Regions from separate parts of the Sus scrofa genome. Here all the other regions are linked to region 6. A link is a contact called in public Hi-C and HiChIP or PLAC-seq data. All regions are on one chromosome and are shown on one strand. Each heading gives the region's core, a stretch centred on a gene start, on an enhancer-like site or on the middle of the called end of the contact. The rest is flanking DNA. Distances are from core to core; before and after follow the strand shown. Region 1 has its middle 360 kb from the start of FOXO1. Region 2 has its middle 300 kb from the start of FOXO1. Region 3 has its middle 280 kb from the start of FOXO1. Region 4 has its middle 320 kb from the start of FOXO1. Region 5 has its middle 380 kb from the start of FOXO1. Region 6 holds the start of FOXO1 (forkhead box protein O1).

Region 1 (4,103 bases), core at 1,423-3,922, 360 kb after region 6:
AACATCCCAGGTTTTATGGGTGAAAAATAGGAGTGTGGGAAAGATGATCTTTTAAAGAAAAGAAAATGCTTTCCAGAATGGCCCTTGGAGATGCTTGGAGCAGCCTGGGTACTTTGTGTGCTGAGATAGAACCTGAGGTTGAGAAATGTGCTCGGGGCCAGCAGGACCCGCCTCGGTTTGGCTGGGAAGATGTAGTCACTGGATGTCTGAGATATTACGCAACGTGACAAGAAGGCCAGGCACGAGCTCTCCATAGGAATTATTTCATCCCTACGGTTTGGGTGTCAAATATCCTCCTGGGCCCCTGGGGACCGGAGCTTCCAGGCGGCGTGTGTGGCCGCGCCTGGCGCTCCAGAACCCCCCTCACGCGTGGGGTGACATCGCCACTAGTGACCCTCGTCCGAGGGTTTTTCAGCCCAACGGCCCCTCCTCACAGGCTGTGCCAACACGTTCCTATTTTAAGATTCTTTAGTTGTAAGAAGTGGTGTATTTCTCCCCACGTCGTCCCGTCCCGGCCAAGCCAGGGCGACTCCCTTTGCTGGTCTCCCATCTTCTCTCACTTCTGGTCCTGAACTGCTGAACCCAGAGAGGGCTGCCTCCCGGGGCGGGTGGCAGGGTGACGTCAGCCAGGAGGCAGTTCCTCGGCTAAGGGAGCCAAGTCCGCAGACACGATCTCGGAAGTAGGACAAGTACATTTTGTTTCTGCGATTCAACCCAGAGAACTTCTTGGTCCCGGAAGCCTGTGCCAAATGTGTTTGCGCAACCTCGGGAAGCCGCTTCCAGAATGCGGGTGAAGAACTTGCCAGGGTTCCATTTCTTTGGGGAGCGAACATCCACGCAGGGCAGGACTGGTGCTGGCCCAACATGTCAGCGGGAACCGGGGGCTCAGACCTCAGGGGGGCGAGGGTCCTGCGGGAGGGTCTCCTGCCCAGGCTACACACGAGACCTGGCCGCCGTGCTCCCCGCAGTGGGAACATGTGGCCACGGGAACGTTGAGATGAGTGGGCCAGGCTGTGGTTCCATTTTGATTTGGCTAAGGGTGTGCTATGCAATGGAAAGGAGCACCAAAAGCTACCAATTTGGCTGCTGCCTCTGAACATTTGCTCTGCATTCCTGAATCCTCCCAGTTAAAGAGAACTTCCTTGCAATTCTTTCCCCCTAGGCAATGGGACAAGAACACACACACACACACACACACACACACACACACACACACACACACGAGTTAAAACCCTTTGGAAATGAAGGTCAGCTATTGCACATGTACCCGTGTTCATGTAAGTCTATGGAGAGAAATAAAGGACTGTAAAAATGTGCGTGCACATAAAAATGACCAACATTTTTTGGGCTAATGTTGGTGTCTTTCAAAGGCCGATCTTACAATAATAAACTCTTAGACTTTATGGGGCTTTAGAGTTTCTAGAACAATTTCACATGTCTCCTCTGATCAGGCCAGTGACTTTGTAAAATAGGAGTTAGTTTCCTCTCCATTTTAAAGAAATGAAAGATCAGAGAAGTTAAGTGACTTGCTCGAGATTACACAGCAATTAATTTTGAGAGTCAGGATGAAAAACCTGGGTCACTCCCGTCCAACCCCTCTACCATAACGGCTCTCTAGACTTGACCTTGGAAAGACCAGAGGTTCATTGGCATGCGATTCATCTCTTTGCAGGACTAGATGCTAGGCCTGGTGTTTCAGAGTGTGGTCTGAGGACCGGCCTCTCCTGGGAGCCTTGGAGAGCTGCAGAACTGCAGGACTGTCACAGAGCTTCAGGATTGTCCTCTGGTGATTTCTGCGCACAGTTGAGGTTGGGGTGCCCTGGAGGAGGCCGCTGGGTTTCAGTTTCAGCTCTGCCACACTCGGGGGTCCCCAAGTTCCAGAAGCGCATAAGCCAGGGAGCTAAGGAGAAACCCCCTGCATCTGGGCTGAGACCGAGACAGCGATTTGCTTTGGAACACGCCCCCGGTGGTTCTCCTGGGCGGCGGGTTGGAGAGCCCTTGGAATAGACGGTTTCTGAGATTCCTTCCCTCCCGTGTGAGTCAGAGAGCCTTGTCTGTAAGGAGTGGGCCTGGATATGCTTCGCCCCCACCAGGCTCTATTTATATTCAGTTCGCAGGGAACCCGACCCTGTTCCTTCTGCCCAGAGGCTGCACCCCTGAATCCTCCTTTTATAAGCATTTCTGAGGACACCAGTCCCTCTCTGTGGAAACTGTACCAACAGGTTGCTGTATTTTGTTCCCTTCTTCTGCCCTGGATCCTAGGCCCGGGAAAAGGAGTTAAAATGTCCTTTTAACTTTAAAAGGGCCCCAGGCATAAGGCACAAAGCATCATGGAGGACCCGAGGCCCCGGGGGAGGAGGGCTTACCCACAGCTGGCTTTTCAGGTATAGCTCTCCAAAAAGTCAGCCTATTGCACATAGTAGCAGGAGTGCCAAGGAGAAAGTTCCAAGCAAGATCTGGATCCCAGGAAAAGCCTGGCTGTTGCTAGTAAGGCATCAAGTGTCCCCAAGACACATTTGTGTTCAAAAAGAAAAAAAAAGCAAATACCAAAACAAACCCCACAGTCCCCTGTGCGTTGAGAGTCACGCTGGAAGAGCTGGGAATGTGTTGCGTCTCCTGCGGAGCCATCTGGTCGCGCTATCAGGAGGGAAATTCATGAGGGAGAGATTGTGCCCGGGTCAGGGGAGGACAGCTGTTCAGCCGGGGCCACGGCGCTGGCCCATGTGCGGGGGCGCCCGTAACTCTAGACGCCCCGAATCTCACTGCTTCTTAGAGATGCAGAGACGATGCCAGGCTGATTTATGGGGTTTTGCAAAAGCAGCCTAGAAATTGATGGAGGTTTCTGGGGGAGCCCCGAGCTGCCCATGTGAACGCTCGCATTTTCAATCTCCATCTGCGTGGGTCAGGTCTCACTCCGGCCACGGGAGGACACGTGCTTCAGCTGGGTGCCACACACAGAAAGCCCACGCAGCTGTCGCACCATGCCTGGCTGCCGGACTCGTGCCTGTCACGTCCCTCATTGCTGTCTGCCTTTCTCTTTTGCTCTCAGGTTTATGGCTTAGCAGCTGCAAAGCTAATTATTTTATTTTCCTCTCCCCAAACATCTTGGATTCCTCTCGCCACCTCCTTCCTGTCTCTTCCTGGCCCCCATGCTCAGGGCACAGCCCAGTTCCCACAGCTGAACCTCCCAGTCTCTCCCAAGCCCCGGATCCCGGGGAATCTGAAAATCCTGGTGAACCCTTCTCTTGGATCTTGGGCCAGAGGCAGGAAAGCTTCTAGGCTTTCGGTACCTGGCATCTTTGATGCTTACCCTCTCCACGTGGCGGGGCCCTCCCATGACCACCACGGGACAGGTCGGCGTGGTGACCAGTCATCTGTCAACAAAGAGGCCAAGCCTGGTTAGCATCCAGCTCTCCCTCCCTGTGGGTCTCAGAGCAGCAGGATGTGGGCAGTGCGACCCCCCCCACCCGATTACAAAAGCGAGTGGTTCTCAATGCTGCTACATCTTAGAATCCTCTGGGATATTTTCAAAATATTGCAATTCCTGGGCCCCGCTCCTGGAATTTTGACTTAACCAGTCTGGGTTGATGCCTAGGTTAGGTTTTTGTTTGTTTTTTTTTTTAAACAGGCTGTTGGCTGGATTGAGAGCCACTGTGTCTCCTCTTTTCTGGGGTAGGGTCTGAAAGAGTGTCACCTCACCAAACCCCCACATCCAAGGTGGTGGGTGTGGTAGTCCCCAAATTTGAATTCTAGGTCTCTGTGAAAGCGAACAGGGGTATCTCATATTTGCTGAACCACAGGGGAAGGCCAGTGAGAGAGAGTGTTAGAAAAAAAATGCTGTCGTGCTGCTGCCTGGCACCCCCAGTGGCTTATTAACAGCTGACCAAGTGTTGCCCGGCAGAGCTCCCAGAGGTGCTGGCTGTAAGGAATATGATGGAAGCATCGAATGGTTTGTAATTACATGCTCGCACTGCCAAGGGCAGCTCACACCCCGTGCTCTCCTTAAGGCCTCTGTGCCAGCGGGCGGACTCGCCATTGCTTATCCAATTATGTTGTGTCCATAGCCTAATGGCTTTGAGATTGGCCCTAATTTCTTTCCTAGG
Region 2 (3,792 bases), core at 535-3,034, 300 kb after region 6:
ACTCCTTGGTCCAGTGCTCTGTTCAAAGCTTCTCCTCGTAGACAACGAGGATTTTAGCAATCCATTATCTCCCTGATGTTGCTGCTGTAATCATCCACCACGCATCACACACCTCCTTTACAGGACTTCAGAGGACTTGCATCCAGTCCTTTGTAGGCACTGGGGACTAGCAGCCAAAGAGAAGTAATCCCTGCTCTTGCAGGGCGTATGGTCCAGTGAGGGGAGATGGATAGTGAAATACAGGCAGACCTTGGAGGTTGTGTTCAGTCCTGGCCACTGCAGTAAAGTGAATATGGCATTAAAGCGAGTCACAGAATGGTTTGGTTTCCAGTGCATATAAAAGTGATCTTTACCCTGTTCATAGATGTCTATTAAGTGTGCAATAGCATTATGTCTAAAAAAAAAAAAAAAACCAATGTGCATACTTTCATTAAAAAGTAATGCTACTGAGGAGTTCTCTTGTGGTGCAGTGGGGTTAAGGATATGGCTCTGTCACTGAGGTGGCTCGGGTCACTGCTGTGGTACAGGTTCGATCACTGGCCCGGGAACTTCCATATGTCATGGGTGAGGCTAAAAAAATAATAATAATAATACTGTTGGGAAAATGGTGCCAAAAAGCTTGCTCAACACAGGGTTGCCACAAACCTTCAATCTGTAAAAATGCAGAATCTGCAAAGCGCAATACAATGAGGTCTGCCTCTAGGCAAATAACTGGTAGATACACTCTCCACAGTGTCTCCCTGGGGAACAGTTTTCTCAATAGAATGCTTCTCAAATTATTAAAACCCAACTTCATAGAATGTATGTATCTTTCAACACAGTGGTTTTCAATGTCAATGATTATGTAGAAAAACGTGTCTCTATATGACCCCCAAACTCCATACAACATTTAAGTAAAATGATTTGTGGGAATCGTCTTGCGTTACATTCTAAATACAACTCATTGAATTGTTTTCAAGGCTCATTGAAGTCCACTTGGGGTGTGTGCCTTGGTGGTTAGAGCTGAGAGAGGGGCCCTAGGACATCATTCAGGCATCACTTTGTTACAAACGTATTAATTTTTTGGTGATCAGGAAAGCGACGCTTGCGGCATTTTACACCTCAGCATGATGTTTTATTGCTTAGACGTGAGTACAGAGGTGTTTTCTACTATATTAGTGACATTTTAGGAAACTTGTTGGAGTTTGAGGTTAGTGCCTTTAAAGTCACGGGAAGTGGGTTCCTGGTTACATTGTCCGGCAGGAGGCTGACGTAGAGCATGTGTCAGAAAGGTGAGAGGTGTCCTATCAGGCCCCCCTTTGTGCGCATTCTCAGAGCAGCGTCTGGTTGGGACTCCCAGTCACAGCCACAGCATCCCCAGAGGTGACACATCCCTTTTATGGGGGAGCCGGCACAGACAATGGCCTTGCATCACCACGTCGAGGTGGGTACCAAGCACGTGTCCTTCACTAGGAAGCTTGGCTCAGTGATGATGATCAAGGCTCCTTGCAGAAGAACTTCAACAGGAAGAGTAAAACGATGCCCTTGTCAAGTTCTGTGCTGGTCCTCTGCCGGCAGAGGTGGCCCAGTTCCATGAGCTGTTTTGTTTTTTTATTTTTTTTTAATTTTTTTTATTTGAATGGTAGCTCTGGAATGGTAGGAAGTCTCCCACAGAGGATTTCCTTTGCTCATTGTTGTTTTTCCCTTAGGAAAAAAATGTGGTAAGGGAGGGCCATGCTTCTCTCTCCCTTTGTGACTTCTGTGATGCAGAGTTTAAAAGGCCAGTGACAGGATCTGGGTCACAGACTCGGTTTCCTTCTTGTGTGAGGCCTGGTGGCTTCACGTGCCTGTCCCTTTAAACATTGGAACTAGAGCCTCATACTCTGTCCTATTTTTATATCTGGTCACATGGGTGAACAGCATTTTCCTCGAGGCTGGAATCTGTACTGAGGGAAGTACCATGTATTGGAATCACCAAATCTTAGATTTTCGCTTTGTAAAGGATGAAAGGTCCCCTAGTGTCCCCTCCTCAAAGCAGAGCCTCCCCCCCTCCCCTGCCCTGTCCCAGGGACATCTGGCTGAGTCTGCATGTGCCCTGAGCACGACTGATTGTGTGTGAGTGTGTCAGACTTTGCTGGAGAACCAGAACCAACAGAGAGTGTGTATGTGCAAAAGGAGGTTTACTTTTAGGAACTGGCTCATGTGATCACGGAGGCTGACAAGTCCAAAATCTGCAGCGTGGGCTGGCAGGTTGAAGACTCAGTGCTCTGGTCAGAATGTTTGTGTCCCCCCAGGGTCGCGTGTTGAGATCCTAATGCCCAATGGAGTGTATGAGAACACAGGGCCTTTGGCAGGTGATTAGGCTGTGAGGGCAGAGCCCCCATGAATGAGATTGTGAAAGGGGCTCCAGGGAGTTCTGTCGTGGCTCAGCAGGCTAAGAACCTGGCTAGTATCCATGAGGACTTGGGTTTGATCCCTGGCCTTGCTCAGTGGGTTAAAGATGGGCGTTGCCACGAGCTGTGGTGTAGGTTGCAGATGTGCCCCAGATCTGGCGTTGCCGTGACTGTGGTGTAGGCTGGCAGCGGCAGCTGATTCAACCCCTAGCCTGGGAACCTCCATATGCCGCTGGTGTGGCCCTAAAAAAGGGGGGGGGGGCTCTAGATCAAGTCACTCCCCCATCCCTTCTGCCTTGTGATGATCCAGTGAGAGGCCAGTGGCCTGGAAGAGAGTCCTCACTTGACCATGCTGACACTCTGGTCTTGGACCTCCAGTCTCCAGAACTGTGAGAAAGAAACTTCTGTTGTCTGTAAGCCACCCAGTCTGTGGTGTTTTGTTATAGCAACCTGCACGGACTAAGACACCCTGGAAGAGCTGATGCTGCAATTCAAGTCCAAAAGCTGTCTGCTAGTAGAGTTTTCTCTTACTCAGAGCCCTGTGGTCTATTCAGGCCATCACCTGATTGGACAAGGCCCCCCCACATTGTGGCAGTCCCTCTGCTCTGCCCAAAGATCACTGATTGGAATTTACATCTCACTGCAAAATATCCCCTCACAGAAATATCCAGATTAACATTTGATTACATATCTGAGCACTGTGGCTGCAGCCAAGATGACACATAAAATTACCAATTGCAGTGTTGGACAGCATCTGGGATATTATATGTGCTTGTGAGTGTCCAGCAATGAAACACACACACACACATACACAAATGAACTGAAGTCCCTCATGAAGAAGGAAAGAACTAACCAGCCTTGGGTGGGGAGAGTATCTCCATGCTCCTTTCTGCTTAGGAAAAGGGGTGGTCAAAGGATATGACACCTGGGCCTGGATGACTGATTAAGAGCGACCTCTGCTTCAGAGCTTTTAAAAGCTGATGTCAGCCAGCTGCAGAACTTCCTGTATCCCTGGATTTGCGTAGGAACTGAAAGAGGCACTTGGCTGATGTGTGTGTGTGTGTCAGCATAACGGAAAGATTCGGTGGTGTGTGCACCATGGGGCCCCACTGTGGAGGTGGAATCCCAGCTCTGCCACGAACTTGCTGTGTAACTGTGGGCAAGCTGCTTAACCTCTCTGTGATTGCTTCTCTCATCTGTAAAATAGGGAAATAACAGAAGCCGCACTTCATAGGTAGTGAGGATTCAAGGGGGCAGTAGCTGTGAAGTGCTTGCGAGATTGTTTGGCACCTGAGTTCTAGGAATGTGTATCATCTCCACCCTCCCCTCCCCATCATCATCCTCACCATCATGTACTCAGCGGGTGTCACTTGTTCACGCTGCTGGCAAATAACTGAGTATCTTATTCCAAAACTCTGCC
Region 3 (3,575 bases), core at 589-3,088, 280 kb after region 6:
GCCATCCACAGAGGGAACAAAAGCCCAACAGACTCCTGGCGTCCAAGGCTTGGTTTGAGTCTCTCGTGTGCTCCAGTAGGCTTGGATTCTGGGAGGGGAACGTGCTCTTGACATCTGGGCTCAGGAATCCCCCAGTGGGCACTTCCATTCTGGGCACCACTTTCCTTCGGCACCACCTGCCCCATCCCCCGCCCCAACATTTTATGGATTAAGAGTAAAATGCTTATGAGTACCCAGATCCTGGAATCTGAGTGTTAGTAGTTGACTGAGCATGGATTATCTGAAATGGAGACCAAGCACCCCTTGAAGGGAGAGTTTTTTGCAAAACAGCACAAAGCCGCCCTGGGTAACCCTGCCTGGGTGCTTCATTCTGCATGTGAAGGGTGTGCCCCTCTCTGCTTGCCCCTGATGAGGATTGAACTTCATTTCTTTGTGTTCTGCCCACCCTCTCCCAGTTCCCATGGCTGCAAGAAGCTGTTTGCCCACCTTACATGAGGGGCCCATGTCTGGTGATTGCCAGGCTTGTTCTCTGCGCCACCCCACTGGATTATCACCACGTTGACAAAGAAAGCCCCTCCCCTCCCCCCTTCTTGTGAAAGAGGCTCCTGAGGACCAGTGGCATCCGGGGGCCCCTCGTCGAGGACAGCTGTCCATAAGTCCTGCATTCAGAGCCCCTGCTGTGATTTCTAGTTTATTTTTTGTTTGTTTGTTTTTATTTTGTCTTTTTACCTTTTCTAGGGCCATTCCCACGGCATATGGAGGTTCCCAGGCTAGGGGTCTAATTGGAGCTGTAGCGCCAAGCCTACACCACAGCCATAGCATCTCGGGATCCAAGCCGTGTCTGTGACCTACAGCACAGCTCACGGCAACGCCAGATCCTTAACCCACTGAGCAAGGCCAGGGATGGAACCTGAAACCTCATGGTTCCTAGTTAACCACTGAGCCATGACGGGAACTCCTCTAGTTTATTCTTAAACTCCTTGGACCAGCCAGGCCCTCCTCGTTTAAATACAAGACTTTGTGTGCTTGAGTAGGCAGGACCTCTCTTTTTGACTTTTGGGCTTTTCCTGGCCGAGCCATTAGAGAACAGATTTGTAGACTTGGCTGGTGCTCCCTCTCCTCGTTCCCTCAAGTACCTCTCAGCGGGAGTGAACCCCATGCTAAGTGGACATGATGGAGCTGAGAAATGACCAGCTGCGTTGCCCTGAGTCACAGGCAGAGCTTGTAAATGCAGCGCTGGAGCAACTGTGAAGGCCATGGCCTCAGAGAGCCCTGGACGCTGAGCCTGGGGCTGACACAGGCGTTGGTGGAGCCAGTCACCATGGCCAGCCTTTAAGCTGCCTGGATGCTCAAAGCTTTGGGAAAATGACACATCCAGTTTCCCAATGCCACCGAGACAGCAGAGGCACCAGCGCAGCTGTTTCTACAGCTTTCCAGAGGGACGTGGAACAGCAGTGGGCCTGGAGGGCTGTGGACTCACCTCCTCTCAGTTAACTTTGACAGTGGCTGGACCCTCCCAGGAGCCATGTGGCCCTCTCGGACTTGACTTTCTGCCACCATCGCTTTCCAGCGCTCAGGCTGGCATTACATAAAAGCAACCTGGTGCTGTATATACATTATCTCAAATCATGACCAGATGGAAGGCCAGCCCCCCTCCCCTCCCCGCTTTACATTCAGAGGCTAAATGATTGACAGAGGGCAACTGCACAGCTGGATTCACCCCAGGCTGGCCCAAGTCCCACCCTGGTGATCCTTCACCCGGGATCCCATGTTGTGTTGCTTCCCCTGGAATTCGCGTCAGGTCATTATCCCGAGTGACAGGGAGGTTGCTTGGTAACCCAAACCCATCGCAAAGCATGAACTGTGGATTACTCGGGATAAATTGGTCCCAGTCCCGGCTGCGCACAGTTCTGGACATTCCCAGAACTCACGGAATTACTTGGAAAGGAGGCGGTAATAGGGAGTCAGAGCCAAAAGAGAGAAAGTGCTGGAACTATATGTTGACAAGAGTTTGTCTGCTTCAATGTGTAGGTTTTAAATTACACTTGCCTCGTGATTTCCACTCCTGCTGTGGCTGCCGCCTGAGGTTGTTGCCCCAGCAGTCCAGCTTCACCAGCTGTTCACATGCCAGGCGGGGCCATGCTGGGGGCGCCTCCGGGACCGGGGCACCTGGGACCGGAACGAATTTACCTTCCATGGTCTAGCAAGTGGGATTTCTAGTCACCACTATTGTTGTTGTAGGTTCACTGGTTTTGAGTCGTGTTTTGATGGATGACTTCAGTTATGGCTCCAGCATGCCGGTGGCGCTGTGCCCCTCAGGTCTCAGGGTCTCTGCCCCACACAGTCCACACATGAGTGTGATTAAGCAGGGGACACTGATTAGATCTGCAGTCTCCAAACGTGGTGTGCGGCAAGATGGCTGGGAGGACAAACGAAACCCCCAAATGAACAACCCCCCAGCCAGTGACAAACGGAGCCTCAAGCTTTGCCAAGCCCAGAGATGGATTTGGTAGAGAAATGACCTTTTGAAAAGCGCCAGGTAATAATTCTGGCCCAGTGCCAGGTTTGTGAAATCTGGAATGAACTGTCTTGGGCAAACAAAGGCGTTCTAGTTTCTGATTTGCTGGCTTTTTAAACTCCCAGTTTTGTGTGTATTTTTTTTTATTTTATTTCCCCACTGTACACCAAGGGGATCAAGTTATCCTTACATGTATACATTACAATTACATTTTTCCCCCCACCCTTTCTTCTGTTGCAACATGAGTATCTACACAAAGTTCTCAATGCTATTCAGCAGGATCTCCTTGTAAATCTATTCTGAGTTGTGTCTGATAAGCCCAAGCTCCCGATCCCTCCCACTCCCTCCCCCTCCCATCAGGCAGCCACAAGCCTCTTCTCCAAGTCCATGATTTTCTTTTCTGAGGAGATGTTCATTTGTGCTGGATATTAGATTCCAGTTATAAGTGATATCATATGGTATTTGTCTTTGTCTTTCTGGCTCATTTCACTCAGGATGAGATTCTTTAGTTCCATCCATGTTGCTGCAAAGGGCATTATGTCATTCTTTTTTATGGCTGAGTAGTATTCCATTGTGTATATATACCACATCTTCCGAATCCAATCATCTGTTGATGGACATTTGGGTTGTTTCCATGTCCTGGCTATTGTGAATAGTGCTGCAATGAACATGCGGGCGCATGTGTCTCTTTTAAGTAGAGTTTTGTCCGGATATATGCCCAAGGGTGGGATTGCGTAAACTCCCAGTTTTGAAATGAAAAGGTTGTGTTAACCAATCTCCCAGGGTCAAGGTGAGAGCCAAGCAACATCATATTCTGGTCAGAGGCTTGGCAAGAAGGACTGCGGTGTCTGCGTGTGGATTGGAAGGAGGAGATCGAATCATGATGACAAATAGCCACTGGGCACCTGGGTGAATTACTTGGCTTTTCTGTACCTCACTTTCCCGTCTAGACAATGAACGGTTCTGTGTGATGTGTAAGTTCCCTGATGGGTCTAAACTTCTGTGATGAGATCTCCACTCTCTGCAATATCCTTTCATGTTTGGTGATTTAAATCAC
Region 4 (4,040 bases), core at 816-3,315, 320 kb after region 6:
TGTCACAGAGACGTGACTCTCACTGGGTGGATAGGCACAGCAGCCCGTGTGGCTGGGTGTTGAGTCACCTGAACCCAGCAACCTAGGCTGCTCCGAACTTGCCCTGGCAGCGCAGCTGGGGCGCATGGCCTGGCCAAACCCGGAGGAGGCCACCCGGGGCCCCACTGGGGGAGAGGCGGCGTCACATCAGGACACCAGGTCGGGCATTGCTCTCTGCTCTCAGCTCCCACCTGTTCCTGGCTGCCGCCCACCTTGACCTCTTAGCTGTCCCTTAGTCCTCTCTAGACCTAGTTAACGCTTCAGCCTTAATGCCACTTCCTCATGGAGGTCATTCCTGCCCCCCTAACTGGACCAGCACCCTGACGGTTTCTCATGCCCCTGAGGGGTGCCTCCCCGACTCTCAGCCCGGCTGTAAGATGCTTTGGGCAATTCCTCACTGCCTGTCCTCTCTACTAGGCAGGGAGCTCAGTGAGGGCAGAGCTCCGTCCTGCTCACCATCATTTCTCCCTGCGGGCCAAGCCGGCGCCCGGCAGGAGCACAGCAGCATCTGCTGAGAGCATGAATCAGTGGGTATCTCCAGATGCCTGCAAGACTTGGGTTGGTTTACTCTCCCCGCCATTCCCACAGGCTCAAATTCCAGGTGGGCCTTTTGCATCTAGACTCTTGACCTCCATCGAAAGAGGAAGGACAGAGGATGCAGCAAACTCTGTGTGAATACTTCAAAACCAGGTCCACGTCCCCGTTCCACCTGGGAAAGGTCCTATTGAGAACCTTTATGACTGTGCTTTGAAAATGGTCCGCTGGGAAGAAGGGGGTGCCTGCCCTGCTCTCAGCGACCCTCCGCATGCCGCCTGATGCCTGAGATGCTGATGGTCACGCAGTGCCCAGGTGGAGGTGATGCGTATGCTCCAGGCGCCCCGGGCGACTCCAAGGGCGAAAAGCAATCTCCTTCACGAGGCGGCAGAGCGTGTCAGGGTGAATGCTGCATTCAGGCCGGTGCTTGGAGCTGTCGATGGCGCTCTGTGAAAGCTCTTTGTTTCTCCCTGGCATGTGGATGCACAGGCTTTGATGTTAGAATTTTGGCTCATTAATAACTAATTTACATTTCCCAGACAGCAAATTGTGATCTGACACAAATTTTTATAAAAGAACTCCAAATGGTGAAACTCTCTTATACAATGAGTCCTTTGTGGGTTTTTTCCCCTCTTCTTCTCTTCCTAACTTAAGGAGTTTGTGATTAAAATTTTAATGCAATCGATGAAATCTCATGGGCTACTTAAAAATAAAACACCATCTTATTTCCTTCCTCTCTGAGCCCATGACAGCGGGCTGCTCCTCTGGGGGTCTTTTAAGTGCTACAATTGCTTTTTCATCTGCTCTGAGCCTCAGATGGAGTAGCATGAACCAGAGGAAAGGCGCGGGGCAGGGACTGGAAGTGGTGGCAGAAGGCAGCGGTGCGGCGCCCTCCAGCTTCCTGAGTTCCTGTGCAGGTTCCAGGGTGGTGGATTTTCATAGGGTGGTCTCGCTGGTCTCCAGGGAGTCTCCAGGGAGCTTGCGAGGTGATTCTCACAGCTCCAGATGCCTCAAAGCCTCAATAGGTCATTTTGGAAACACAGATGGCTGATCAGAGCTCTCAGATGAGAAATTTATATTTGAAACAAATATGTTGTTCTCTCTTGCTTATTACCTCGTGGAGGACCAGACACCTCATGGAAATCATGGTGCTTTGGGAGTATTTGACCCCAGGTTTCTTTGGGAGCACACAGAGGTCAAGGGAAGTTGCAAAAGAGCTCTCGGGAGGCAAATCTGGGTGCCTGTGGCTCCTCCCTCCCCCACGCCTCATGCATCTTTGCTGAAGGCTTTGTCATCCTGGGTGTTGGTGACTCATGTCTTAGTGGGGGAGGCAGGCAGGGCTCTCCCCATGATGGAAGGAGAAACTGCCATGTGCTTCCTGTCACCTGGAAACACCTTCCCCAGATCTCAAAGGGGTAGGTAAGGAGATGGAGCTGAGACGGGACCCACGAGCCGCCCCTGGGCAGGGCAGCCGGGTGGGGCCCGGCCAACAGGACACTGAGGAGCTTGGCCGATTGCATCACTCCTGGCAAGAGGCTGTGTCTACTGAGTTACTCTTTGCTGGGAGAAAGAGTTGAGGGAACAGCCCTGGGCTTGTTGTGTGGAATGGAAACATACCCAGCCTGAAAAGATTTTGAAACTGGCACCGCTTGAGGTCAGATTTTAAATGGTCGCCCAGCGTGAGCCAAATTGACTCCATGCAGAGAAGCAACAGGCCACCCCGGTTCCCTATATTATTTTCATAACAGAAAGAATGTATTAGGAATTCCAGGCAACACCTCCCCACCTGGACACCGTCCCAGATTCTAACTCATCTGTTCATGCCTTTTCAAACGAGCCTTTGACAAAGAGGCTCTTTTTCTCTCCAACCTCTTCCCGAGCAGACCAGTGAAGGACTCTGAGACTCCGCTCCCAGCTTTGGTTGGAGGAGGTGAGAAACCCGAGAACCGTGCTCTGAGCAGCGTGGCTCCGTGGAAGGGTGCTGGGAAAACGGCAGTGCTGATGGGGGCGGCCTCTGGTTCAGATAATAAGGCCTCTCTTAGGGGTGGCACGAGGCACACCTGCCATCGCCTGGCTTGGACATCAGGCTGTGTGGGACAGAGGGGACTGAATTCGGCAGTCGTTCCTGTTAGATCCTCTGCGAAACAACTCTCCCGGGGACGTGCCCATGTGTGGAAGTCCCCCGGCTGCGCTGGCGTGTCAGGAGGACTCCGGAGAGCATTCTGCGATGCCCCGGGGGAAGAAGGAAAGCCTGGTGTGTGTCCTGACAATAATAGGGTCTTTCTCGACACCTAGAACATCGCTGACCTTTAAAACAGAAGGCTGCTCTCACGCTTGCTAATTTTACCCTCTTGGATCCCGAACAGCTCAGATAACACTTGACTATTTTTCTAAGTCAGAGAGACCAGACTGGATTTTCTCAGAAAGGAGTCCATTCTGTTTCCAGCCACAGAGGGAACAACAACAACAAAACCCTCCCAATTTTCTCATTACTGTAAACACCATAGGTTTTCCCGGCTCTGCTGGACTCAGCTTCTCCCACCGGTGGGTAGATTTTGGAGTCAGGTTAGGGTTGAATCCTGGTTCCACTGGCTCATGAACTTGGATTTGTTACTTAATCATCCTGAGCTATGGTTTCCTCATCTGTACACAGCTGATAATTTGTTGTGAGGTGACTGAGATGCAAAGTTCTTAGCCCCTGGCCTGGCACACAGTCAGTGCTCGAAGGGAGCTGTTGATGTGATGATGGGGCCTGTGGAGGTGGCATCCTGTGAAGTGAGGAAGCTGGAGCACTCGAGCGTCGACATGGCCGTTGTGATGGCATCCAGATTTCGGGGCAACGAGAGACCCCTGTGGGGTTCAGATACCAACCAGAAGAGGCTCTTTCTGCCTGAAGTGTTTCTAGAAAACCCCACGGCCCTCGATGTCACAGGGGGAACCCATTCTCCTGAGCAGACTCAGGGTAGAGGATAAACTCCTAAAAAGGAAGGACCTCAGGTGGTTTTTGTGCCGTTTTCTGCCAAGCAGCACTTGGCATATTGTGCCACTCAGTGCATCTTGATGGAAGCGGGAAATGATGGCGAGACGGAGAGCTGAGGGCCCATCGGGGGCTCTTCCCAGGTCAAATTCAGCTCACCTTCAGCTGAGCAGGAGGGAAGCAGGGCTTGTGATCTGTGGCTGCCAACGTGGTGCTTAGGGACTTCACTTCGGGCTACTGCACAGACGCAAACTCAGATCACTCTGTCACTCTTCAGAGAAGCATGCCTAGAGCAGAGACTTCTCAGGATGCAGAGAAATAAGAAATGGGTTAAAGGGAGAACTGTATCTTGGCCATGCTGTGTTAGGGTTTCCACCCATTCTTTAGAGAGAGAAAGTTTAGGGTTAAGTCCCATTGCCTAAGAATATCTAATAATGTAATACACAATTTTCATTACGGAGCATGAGCTAGCCAGTCCTTATTGCAGCTT
Region 5 (3,962 bases), core at 22-2,521, 380 kb after region 6:
TGGATAGATGAGTGGATAGATGGATACATGCATGCATGCATGAATGAATAATCAGAGAATCATTGATGTAGCAAGTCTCCAGGAATGTGCTCAGGTATCCTAATAGCCCCATTGCAGACTTTATCTGCAACTGTGTGATTGTATAGCACAGCTGCAGGTTTGGCTTGCTCATTTTCTGATGTGATAAGGAAAAGATTATGGGAGGGGGCTGGCTAAGGGATATACCCTTCCAGGTGTGCATAATCATAAAATAATTCTTCATTTGTTAATCCTCAAAGCGACTTTATGAAACAGGTGTTTTTATTATCCCCAATTTACAGGCACTTAATAAGGTTGAATAACTTGTCAAGGAAATTGTGGAGCTAAGATTTGAGCCCAGGTTTCACCCACTTGAAGCCCAGGCTCTTACCTACTGCGCAGAGCCAGGAAATACTCAGCGTGGCAATTGGGTGTGAGGTCTTAGAAATCGGAGATGCTATGTTTAAACCTAGTTAGGCCACTAATTTCCTGAGCAGGCAAATCACTTAATTTGACTTCTCAGTTTACTCTATGGTTTAATGGAAGTAATAGAATCTTCTTAGCAAGAGTGCTGTGAAAATTAATGACTGCATATAAAGTGGTTTAAGATAAAGATTCTCTGATAAAAGGAGCTACAGGGAGGGAGTTTAGAGTGCTATTAAGAAAGTGCAAGGAATTGCAAATTATTCTATTTCCATGGGCTGTTTTGCAAGTGGGCAATGAATTTGTATTAAAAAAAAATCAGCTTCAAATTGACTTGCATTGATGAGGTGCTCAGGGGAAGAAACAGAACCTGGTGTATAATGTCTAGATTCCATTTTGCACATTTTAAACATTACTTTTAGGGCTACATTATTTTAAAAGAGAACTCCTGTTATGAATTAATAATGATACTTAAATACCACTGGGGAACCAGGGACAAACATGCCGCCTGAACTTGATCTCTGAGTCAGCCTTGCTCCCTACCGGCCACCTCAGAGCATCGTGTTCTTTCCCCCACCTGCTTGTGCTGGACCAGCATCAGGGGCAGGAGATGGAAGGAGAGAAGCTCTTTATGTCACCACACGGCCTCTTGCTCCCCTCCTCTCCAGATGCGCGTGTCTTGGCCGAGCTGGTTTTGTCACCCTTTATCGAATGGTATGCGACCAGCACATGTGCCCTTTGAATGACCAAACGTCCCTCCACCTGTTCTGTCCCAGCCAGGGATTACTGTCTAGGGACACTTTCTCATCCATTCATGTGCTCATCGAATATTTATGGAACATCAGCTCTGTGCCAGTCCCCGTTCTAACACCGGGAATTCGACAGACGTGATCTCTACCCTGTGGCGAGCGTCACAGCCAGATAATCAGACAGTGAAGTAATTAAAGAGATGAGCAGCGTGGTGAGGGAAAGTAAAGGGAAGTGGGAAAGCCTATGACAAAAGAGGGCAACTTTGTGGAATGAGGTCGAGGAAGACTCCCAGGAGGTGGTGGTTTTGGCTGGGGCTGAAAAATGAGTAGAATGAATAGGTTTAACTGCACGCAGTGTATGGGATACAGAGGTGAGCAGGACCCCAGAATTGAATGGCACAGCCCTGACCTCAGGTGGCCCAGGAGGTGGGCAGACACAGCAGCACTGCCATGCGGGCCGGCAGGTGCCGTGGCTGGAAGCGCGTGAGGAGGAGGGTGAGGGGGCGGAGCTCCGACCTGGAGAGCTTCCAGGGGAAGCCCAAGGTCTGGGGAGTCTGACCTGTTCTGAGGCGGGAGTGGCATGAGTAGCTGATTGGTAGGGGCGGAGCTGGAGGGCACCGGATCCAGCGGGGGTACCTCTTGCGAAAGCTCGGATGGCCGATGCTTCCCTGCCTGAAAGCACAGGTGGCTTTTCGAACTTGGAGCGCAGGGATGTGTTGGGAAGTCTTTAGCATGTTCTCTGGGAAGTGCCTCTGTAAAATTCTCGAAACAGCCGGTTCCTTGATCCACTGCACGTCTTACCTCTACTTCTCTTAGAGTCCACCCACAAGGTGTCATTGTGAGAAACTTCGTGGCAAAGATCCCTGAAGGATCGATTTAGGTTTCCCAACCATCTTCGACCTTGGGATCCCTTCTTCCTTCCTCCTCCCTCCCTCCCTCCCTTCCTCTCTCTGTCTTTCTTTCTCTCTCCCTCCCTCTCTCTTTTCCTCTCTTTCTCACTTTCTTTCTCTTAACAGAACATATACTAACATTCAAAGCGATCTTCCTAAAATTAAAGGCTGAGCACATCAATCTCTGCTTAAATCATTCAGTGGCTTTTGGACAAAGTTTAAATTTCTTGCCTGGCACCTTCAGCAACTACCAATTGGCAGAGTCCATGTTGGGAGAAACGATTCCATTTGTAGATCTTCTTTTAGAGAAGTGTGTTTTCAACTTCTTTTCCCCACTTTATGTGGCTGGTTTTCTTTTTATTATCGAGCTGCAGACGTTCTTTAGATGCTTTGGATATAAATCTCTTGTCAAATATTTGTTGAAAGTATTTCTCTCCGTCTTTGTTTTGAGATCCAGGAGTCTGTGAAGTTCAGGAGGGGAAAATGATGACTTGAGTGTTGGACAGTTTGCACTTGAGACGCCTGAGGAATATTCAGTCCAAGCCCTTGTCGACACCGGCCTCAAGGTGTCCTGGGGTAGGGCATGCGCTTCCCCGCCTGCTGTCTTCCCTGTCAAATGCATATCCCTGTCAAGGGTTAATGGTATGGCCTGCTCTTTTTCTAGGATTATTGTGAAGATGAAACAAAATAAAATAGGCAACAGCAGTTTGAAAGGGTGAAAAGCCGTGTGCAGATGGCGGCGCCACGTAGATGGTGGACGCCCAGCCCGATCCCAGAGGGCAAGCCCTGCCCTGGCTCTCAGCTTTCACTCGGCTCACCCGTGTCTTCTCTTCCCTCCAACTCGCCTTCTGCAACTGCACACAGCAGATGAAACCCTTTCCAACTTTCCTCTCCTGGATGATTGTAACTGGGTGTCGTGTGTTTGAACTCCAGACCCAAACAGGCTACAACACGCAAGCACTGTGGTCCTATATTGGCTTAGATATTGGTTGTTATCTTCACCCAGTCAGTCACTCAACACATATTTGTTGCTTTGTAACTACTCCAGACACACGCCAGTGACAGAATGAGACAGAGTCCTTGGTCTCATGGCCTGAAGTGCTTCTTGAGAGTTAGATCATCATCACACAGGTCACGAAAGGGGGTCACAGGAAGGAAAGCAGAGGAAAAGCCGGGCTGTGATGCCGTGACGTTTCTGAAGGAGCTACTTAGGGCAGTAACAGGCGGATCTTGTACCGTCCAGCATGTGTTCCTTGTCCGCGAACACGTCCGCTGGAGGACGCGTGGATTCGTGAAAACCACAGCCTGCTTGGCCGTTTGCATCTTCCCCATTCGCGTCTTTTTTCAGGGTTAGTTGGCAGTGGCTCAAAATGATTCCTATGCCTGCTTCTAGCCTTTTATGGAAGGTGATAATGACAGTAAGTTGTTCACAAAAAGAGCTGATAGGACGGTGTAGAAGAGGAGAGCCAGGGTAACTCCTTCACCTGGGTGTCAAGTCTTGAAGAACTGACCATTGAAGAAACTGCCCTTCTCACTGCTTCTCCTGACCTGGAGTCTGCTGGATCCTTCCAGGCAACACGTGTCTCCTGTCACCTTCTGCCAGGCTAGCACTGGGAGAGGAGGCAGAGCTGGGACCTTCTGGCTGCAACAACCCCCCTCTGAAGGATGCCGGTGCCTGAGACCAGGCGTGTCCCTGTGACAGGCAGCCCTGAGCCGGGCTCCAGCCGTGCCGGGGCACAGAGCGCCCTGGGCCTTGGCCCCTCTGCTTTGGTTAGCCTGTTTGCAGTGTAGAGCAAAGGGCTACCTGTGCTCGGAGTACACATTCAGGTTAAAGGCTTTCCATAGGCTTTTGGGCCATGGTTTCCAGGGCATCTCCCAGATG
Region 6 (3,564 bases), core at 444-2,943:
TCCTACCTTCGGGCCCACTTATCTCGACCGGACGTCCTGGACCTGGAGCCCAGATGGGGAAAGGTGGGGTGGGAGCGAGGGTTGATTGACCAGCAGGGTAAGCGGCCTAAAGGAATACCTGGGAGGGGGCAGGGCTTCGCCCCAAAGCTTTGGTCCTATGCCCTCCTACGTTTTCACTTCAGCTCTTCAATTCTAAATAGCAAAGAAATGACAAGCAAACAGTTAAACTTAACTAAGTTATAAAGTGACAAGGCGCTCACTGAATACTTTCCTCTGATCCCTTCCCTGTCGCCCCTGGACTGACTTAGTGGACAGAGTCCGGGTTCCCGCCCAGGGGTAGAGGTTCCCACGGAGGGCACGAGGGCTAGGACGCCTGTGGGTCTGAGGGTGCGTGGGAAGTAGGACTATCTGCAGCCCGCGCCGAGCCCCCTTCTCTCGCTTCCACTCTTTCAGGTCAAGAATGGAGGGAACCCGGCTGGCGGGTGCTGGGCCGGACAACGGGCCCCCGGCTACACTCGACCTCAGAGGCTCAGCCCTCGGGCGCAGACAGGTGGGTTCCGGTCGCGGAGGCGGCGGCCAGGGCGTCCTCCGCGCGGACACGACAGTCAGAGCCCGGGCCCCTGGAGGCGTGCGCGGCTCGCGCGGGGCCCGAGGACTCGATACATCGCAGGAAAAGGAAAAAAACACAAAACAAAAACAAAACCCACCGACTTCCCCGCGTTTCTCAGCAAAGGAGTCGAGGGCGGAGTCGAGAGGGGGCGACTGAGCAGAATTCCGCGAGGCCGCCTCCGCCCGCCCACTCAGCGCCCCCGAAGCGCCCAGCGTCTCCGGCCCCCGCCCCGCCCGGCTTTGGGCCCGGAGCGGAGGTCGAGGGCAAGCGAGCGACTCGTTCCACTCGGGCTTCCCGAGTACTCGGTTCTGCTCCCCGGTAGTAAACAAAGTGTCGCCGCCGCCTCCACGCTGGTTTGCCTCACAGCAATCAAAACACTGAGAGCGGAGAGACTCACAGAAACATTCGAAAATTACCAGAAAATAATAACAGAGAGCCAAAAAAAAAAAAAAAAGAGTGAGGGAGACTGTGCGTGTGTGAGAAAGAAAAAAACACCCCACTACCCCCACCAACCCACTGCCACCTCCCGCTGGAAAACCAGCCCCCGCCCAGGCCGGCGTCCACTGGCTGCCTGGGCGGTGCCGCCGCGAGCTCATTGGCTGCTGGGGCTATCAGTCAGGGGCGGGCAAGCGCGCGCGCCGCCGCGGGCGGGGGGCGGCGGCAGATCCCGTAAGTCGGGCGGCAGCGTAGTCGCAGCAGCAGCCGCCGCTGCCGCCGCCGCCGCCGCCACATTCAACAGGCAGCAGCGCCGCGGTCGCGCCGCCGGGGAGAGTGAGCGGCCCGCGGCGCCCGTCCTTCCTTCGGTTTTCGGGCCGTGTCAGTAGGAGCGCGACGCTGGCGCTGCCTGGGCTGGGCGACTCTGGCCTGCCGTCCCGTCCGTGCAGCGGACCTGGAGGAGCCTAGATGTTGATGGACCCGCGAAGTTAAGTTCTGGGCTCGCGCTTCCACTTCGCCGCCGCGTCTTGCTCCGGGTTTCCGTCCGCCCGCGGCACCGACCTCGCCCCCCAAAATCTCGGACCGGCTCTTCGCGCCCTCTCCCCTCAGCTCCTGGTGCAGCGCCCTCGCACTTCTTGGCAATCCCGCTGCTGGGGGAGGGGCGGGGGTCACCATGGCCGAAGCGCCCCAGGTGGTGGAGATCGACCCGGACTTCGAGCCGCTGCCCCGGCCGCGCTCGTGCACCTGGCCGCTGCCCAGGCCGGAGTTTAGCCAGTCTAACTCGGCCACCTCCAGCCCGGCGCCGTCGGGTGGCCCAGCCGCGAACCCCGACGCTGCCGCGGGCCTGCCCTCGGCCTCGGCGGCCGCTGTCAACGCCGACTTCATGAGCAACCTGAGCCTGCTGGAGGAGAGCGGGGACTTCCAGCAGGCGCCCGGCTCCGTGGCGGCGGCGGCGGCGGCGGCAGCCGCGGTGGCGGCGGCGGCCGCCGCTGCTGCCACCGGGGGGTTGTGCGGGGACTTCCAGGGCCCAGAGGCGGGCTGCCTGCACCCGGCGCCGCCGCAGCAGCCCCCGCCGCCCGGGCCGCTGTCGCAGCACCCGCCTGTGCCCCCCGCCGCCGCCGGGTCGCTTGCCGGGCAGCCGCGCAAGAGCAGCTCGTCCCGCCGCAACGCGTGGGGCAACCTGTCCTACGCCGACCTCATCACCAAGGCCATCGAGAGCTCGGCAGAGAAGCGGCTCACGCTATCGCAGATCTACGAGTGGATGGTCAAGAGCGTGCCCTACTTCAAGGATAAGGGCGACAGCAACAGCTCGGCAGGCTGGAAGGTGAGTGGCCTCGGGGCGCACGGCTGGAGCGGGAGGGGGGCACGGGAAGCCCTGCCTCCGCCTTAGGTCGGAGGGGACGGCTGTGCAAATTTGCTTGGCTTGAAAGTGCAGGGCACGCGGGCAGCGCGTGCAAGAAGCATCGGAGGTGGGTGGTGGGCTTGCCTCGGACCCGTCGGAGGATTGGAATAAACGTCTGTGTGTACGCTCTCGTGAGAGTTGGAGCGGGAGCGGGAAGGGGCGAGTTGGGACCGAAGTAGTGAAAAAAGTACGCCAAGAAGTGGACCTCAGAGCAACCAGAAAAAAAGTTCTCCAGTGAACGGAGAGCGGGGTTCACTGCGACCTGCCCCCCCTTCTCCACGGCCCGCGCGAACTCCTGCCGCTGCTCCTTTCCCTCCACGACCTCAGGGGTGAGGGCGGCTCCCCTCCTCCCCCGCGGCCCCCCAGCTCCCCGCCGCCCCGCGGAGCCGTTTCCGCAGCGCTGGGCGGGGGAGGCCGCTGCGAGGGGCCTCGGAGCCCCGCCGCTGGGGGACGGGGCTGCAGGTGGAGGGGACAGGCAGGGCGCGAGGCAGCCGGCCCGTGGAGGTTGGCCGCGCGGTTTTTGGAGGCCGTATGCATTTTGTTTTATTTTGATTTTATTCTAAGTGGCCTCGAGTGCAGGGGTCCGGGCGCGCAGAGCCAGAGGTAGCGTCTCCGACACGTGCAAAGGGGCGGCCACCGCCTGCGGAGCGCCGGCGCCCGGCGGCGCGGGGCGAGCTAAAGTTCAAGTGTGACCCTCGGCGGGGGCGGGAGCAGGCGACGGCGAGGGAGGGGCCGCGAGCGCAGGAAGCGAGCGCCTTTAAAGGGCCAGCGCGTCCTGGCCCTGGGCACCTCCTCGCCCGGCCGCCGGGCAGCAAGGCCGGCACGTCTCTGCCCAAGGAAGTGCCCCCAAACTTGGCCTCGCCGAAGGTTCGAGGCCTTTAATTAAGCACGGAGAGGATTTCCTGGATGGCCAGGGCTGGGGACGTGGGTATTCTTGCTTTGCCCCCTCAGGGTTACAGCGTTTGGAGGTACAGGTCCGAGGGGCAGGTGACTGGTGTTCGGGGAGTTGGAATGAAGGTTCGAGTCAAGGGAACCTGCAAGGACCTCCTGTCTCGACGGAGGCCTGTACACGCGGTGCCTCTGGCCGTTTTTGCCTTTCTGAGAGACCGAGAGACAG

The links. A called contact is a pair of places that touch in the nucleus more often than the background predicts. HiChIP or PLAC-seq counts read pairs in DNA pulled down with a chosen protein or histone mark.
Region 1: an H3K27ac HiChIP or PLAC-seq map of skeletal muscle shows a contact between it and region 6. The contact joins the enhancer-like site here to the promoter of FOXO1 in region 6. A contact is called at or near these places in 2 of 5 promoter capture datasets (liver and skeletal muscle), 9 of 47 Hi-C or Micro-C datasets (embryonic fibroblasts, heart right ventricle, liver and 5 more) and 1 of 2 datasets of contacts at active chromatin or transcription factors (skeletal muscle).
Region 2: a Hi-C map of liver shows a contact between it and region 6, with 4 times the contacts expected there. The contact joins the enhancer-like site here to the promoter of FOXO1 in region 6. A contact is called at or near these places in 3 of 5 promoter capture datasets (liver and skeletal muscle), 14 of 47 Hi-C or Micro-C datasets (alveolar macrophages, embryonic fibroblasts, fetal heart ventricle and 8 more) and 1 of 2 datasets of contacts at active chromatin or transcription factors (skeletal muscle).
Region 3: a contact with region 6 is called in an H3K27ac HiChIP or PLAC-seq map of skeletal muscle, with 6 times the contacts expected there. The contact joins the enhancer-like site here to the promoter of FOXO1 in region 6. A contact is called at or near these places in 2 of 5 promoter capture datasets (both in liver), 6 of 47 Hi-C or Micro-C datasets (embryonic fibroblasts, liver, psoas muscle and 2 more) and 1 of 2 datasets of contacts at active chromatin or transcription factors (skeletal muscle).
Region 4: a Hi-C map of skeletal muscle shows a contact between it and region 6, with 4 times the contacts expected there. The contact joins the enhancer-like site here to the promoter of FOXO1 in region 6. A contact is called at or near these places in 1 of 5 promoter capture datasets (fetal skeletal muscle), 1 of 47 Hi-C or Micro-C datasets (skeletal muscle) and 2 of 2 datasets of contacts at active chromatin or transcription factors (alveolar macrophages and skeletal muscle).
Region 5: a contact with region 6 is called in a Hi-C map of skeletal muscle, with 4 times the contacts expected there. The contact joins the enhancer-like site here to the promoter of FOXO1 in region 6. A contact is called at or near these places in 2 of 5 promoter capture datasets (fetal skeletal muscle and liver), 6 of 47 Hi-C or Micro-C datasets (alveolar macrophages, blood, embryonic fibroblasts and 3 more) and 2 of 2 datasets of contacts at active chromatin or transcription factors (alveolar macrophages and skeletal muscle).

Annotation. Positions count from the first base shown.
Region 1 is chr11:15,049,425-15,053,527 of Sscrofa11.1, reverse strand. No RefSeq gene overlaps it. Among named protein-coding and RNA genes, the nearest start is that of FOXO1, 360 kb to the left of the region's middle. Within about 2 kb of position 2,672, at least 22 of the 83 cell types and tissues checked have an H3K27ac peak or open chromatin away from gene starts, as enhancers often do. A contact at or near this core is called in liver, mesenteric adipose tissue, omental adipose tissue and 3 more, where this site is marked.
Region 2 is chr11:15,108,778-15,112,569 of Sscrofa11.1, reverse strand. No RefSeq gene overlaps it. Among named protein-coding and RNA genes, the nearest start is that of FOXO1, 300 kb to the left of the region's middle. Within about 2 kb of position 1,784, at least 18 of the 83 cell types and tissues checked have an H3K27ac peak or open chromatin away from gene starts, as enhancers often do. A contact at or near this core is called in liver, retroperitoneal adipose tissue, skeletal muscle and 1 more, where this site is marked.
Region 3 is chr11:15,130,639-15,134,213 of Sscrofa11.1, reverse strand. No RefSeq gene overlaps it. Among named protein-coding and RNA genes, the nearest start is that of FOXO1, 280 kb to the left of the region's middle. Within about 2 kb of position 1,838, at least 9 of the 83 cell types and tissues checked have an H3K27ac peak or open chromatin away from gene starts, as enhancers often do. A contact at or near this core is called in skeletal muscle, where this site is marked.
Region 4 is chr11:15,083,101-15,087,140 of Sscrofa11.1, reverse strand. No RefSeq gene overlaps it. Among named protein-coding and RNA genes, the nearest start is that of FOXO1, 320 kb to the left of the region's middle. Within about 2 kb of position 2,065, at least 27 of the 83 cell types and tissues checked have an H3K27ac peak or open chromatin away from gene starts, as enhancers often do. A contact at or near this core is called in alveolar macrophages and skeletal muscle, where this site is marked.
Region 5 is chr11:15,030,175-15,034,136 of Sscrofa11.1, reverse strand. No RefSeq gene overlaps it. Among named protein-coding and RNA genes, the nearest start is that of FOXO1, 380 kb to the left of the region's middle. Within about 2 kb of position 1,271, at least 2 of the 83 cell types and tissues checked have an H3K27ac peak or open chromatin away from gene starts, as enhancers often do. A contact at or near this core is called in skeletal muscle, where this site is marked.
Region 6 is chr11:15,408,188-15,411,751 of Sscrofa11.1, reverse strand. FOXO1 (forkhead box protein O1) reads left to right here and starts at 1,693. Exons shown (of 3, transcript XM_021065269.1): 1 at 1,693-2,369. The coding sequence starts at 1,719. It overlaps LOC102160118 (a long non-coding RNA gene), which reads right to left and starts at 1,119. Exons shown (of 5, transcript XR_001299536.2): 1 at 708-1,119.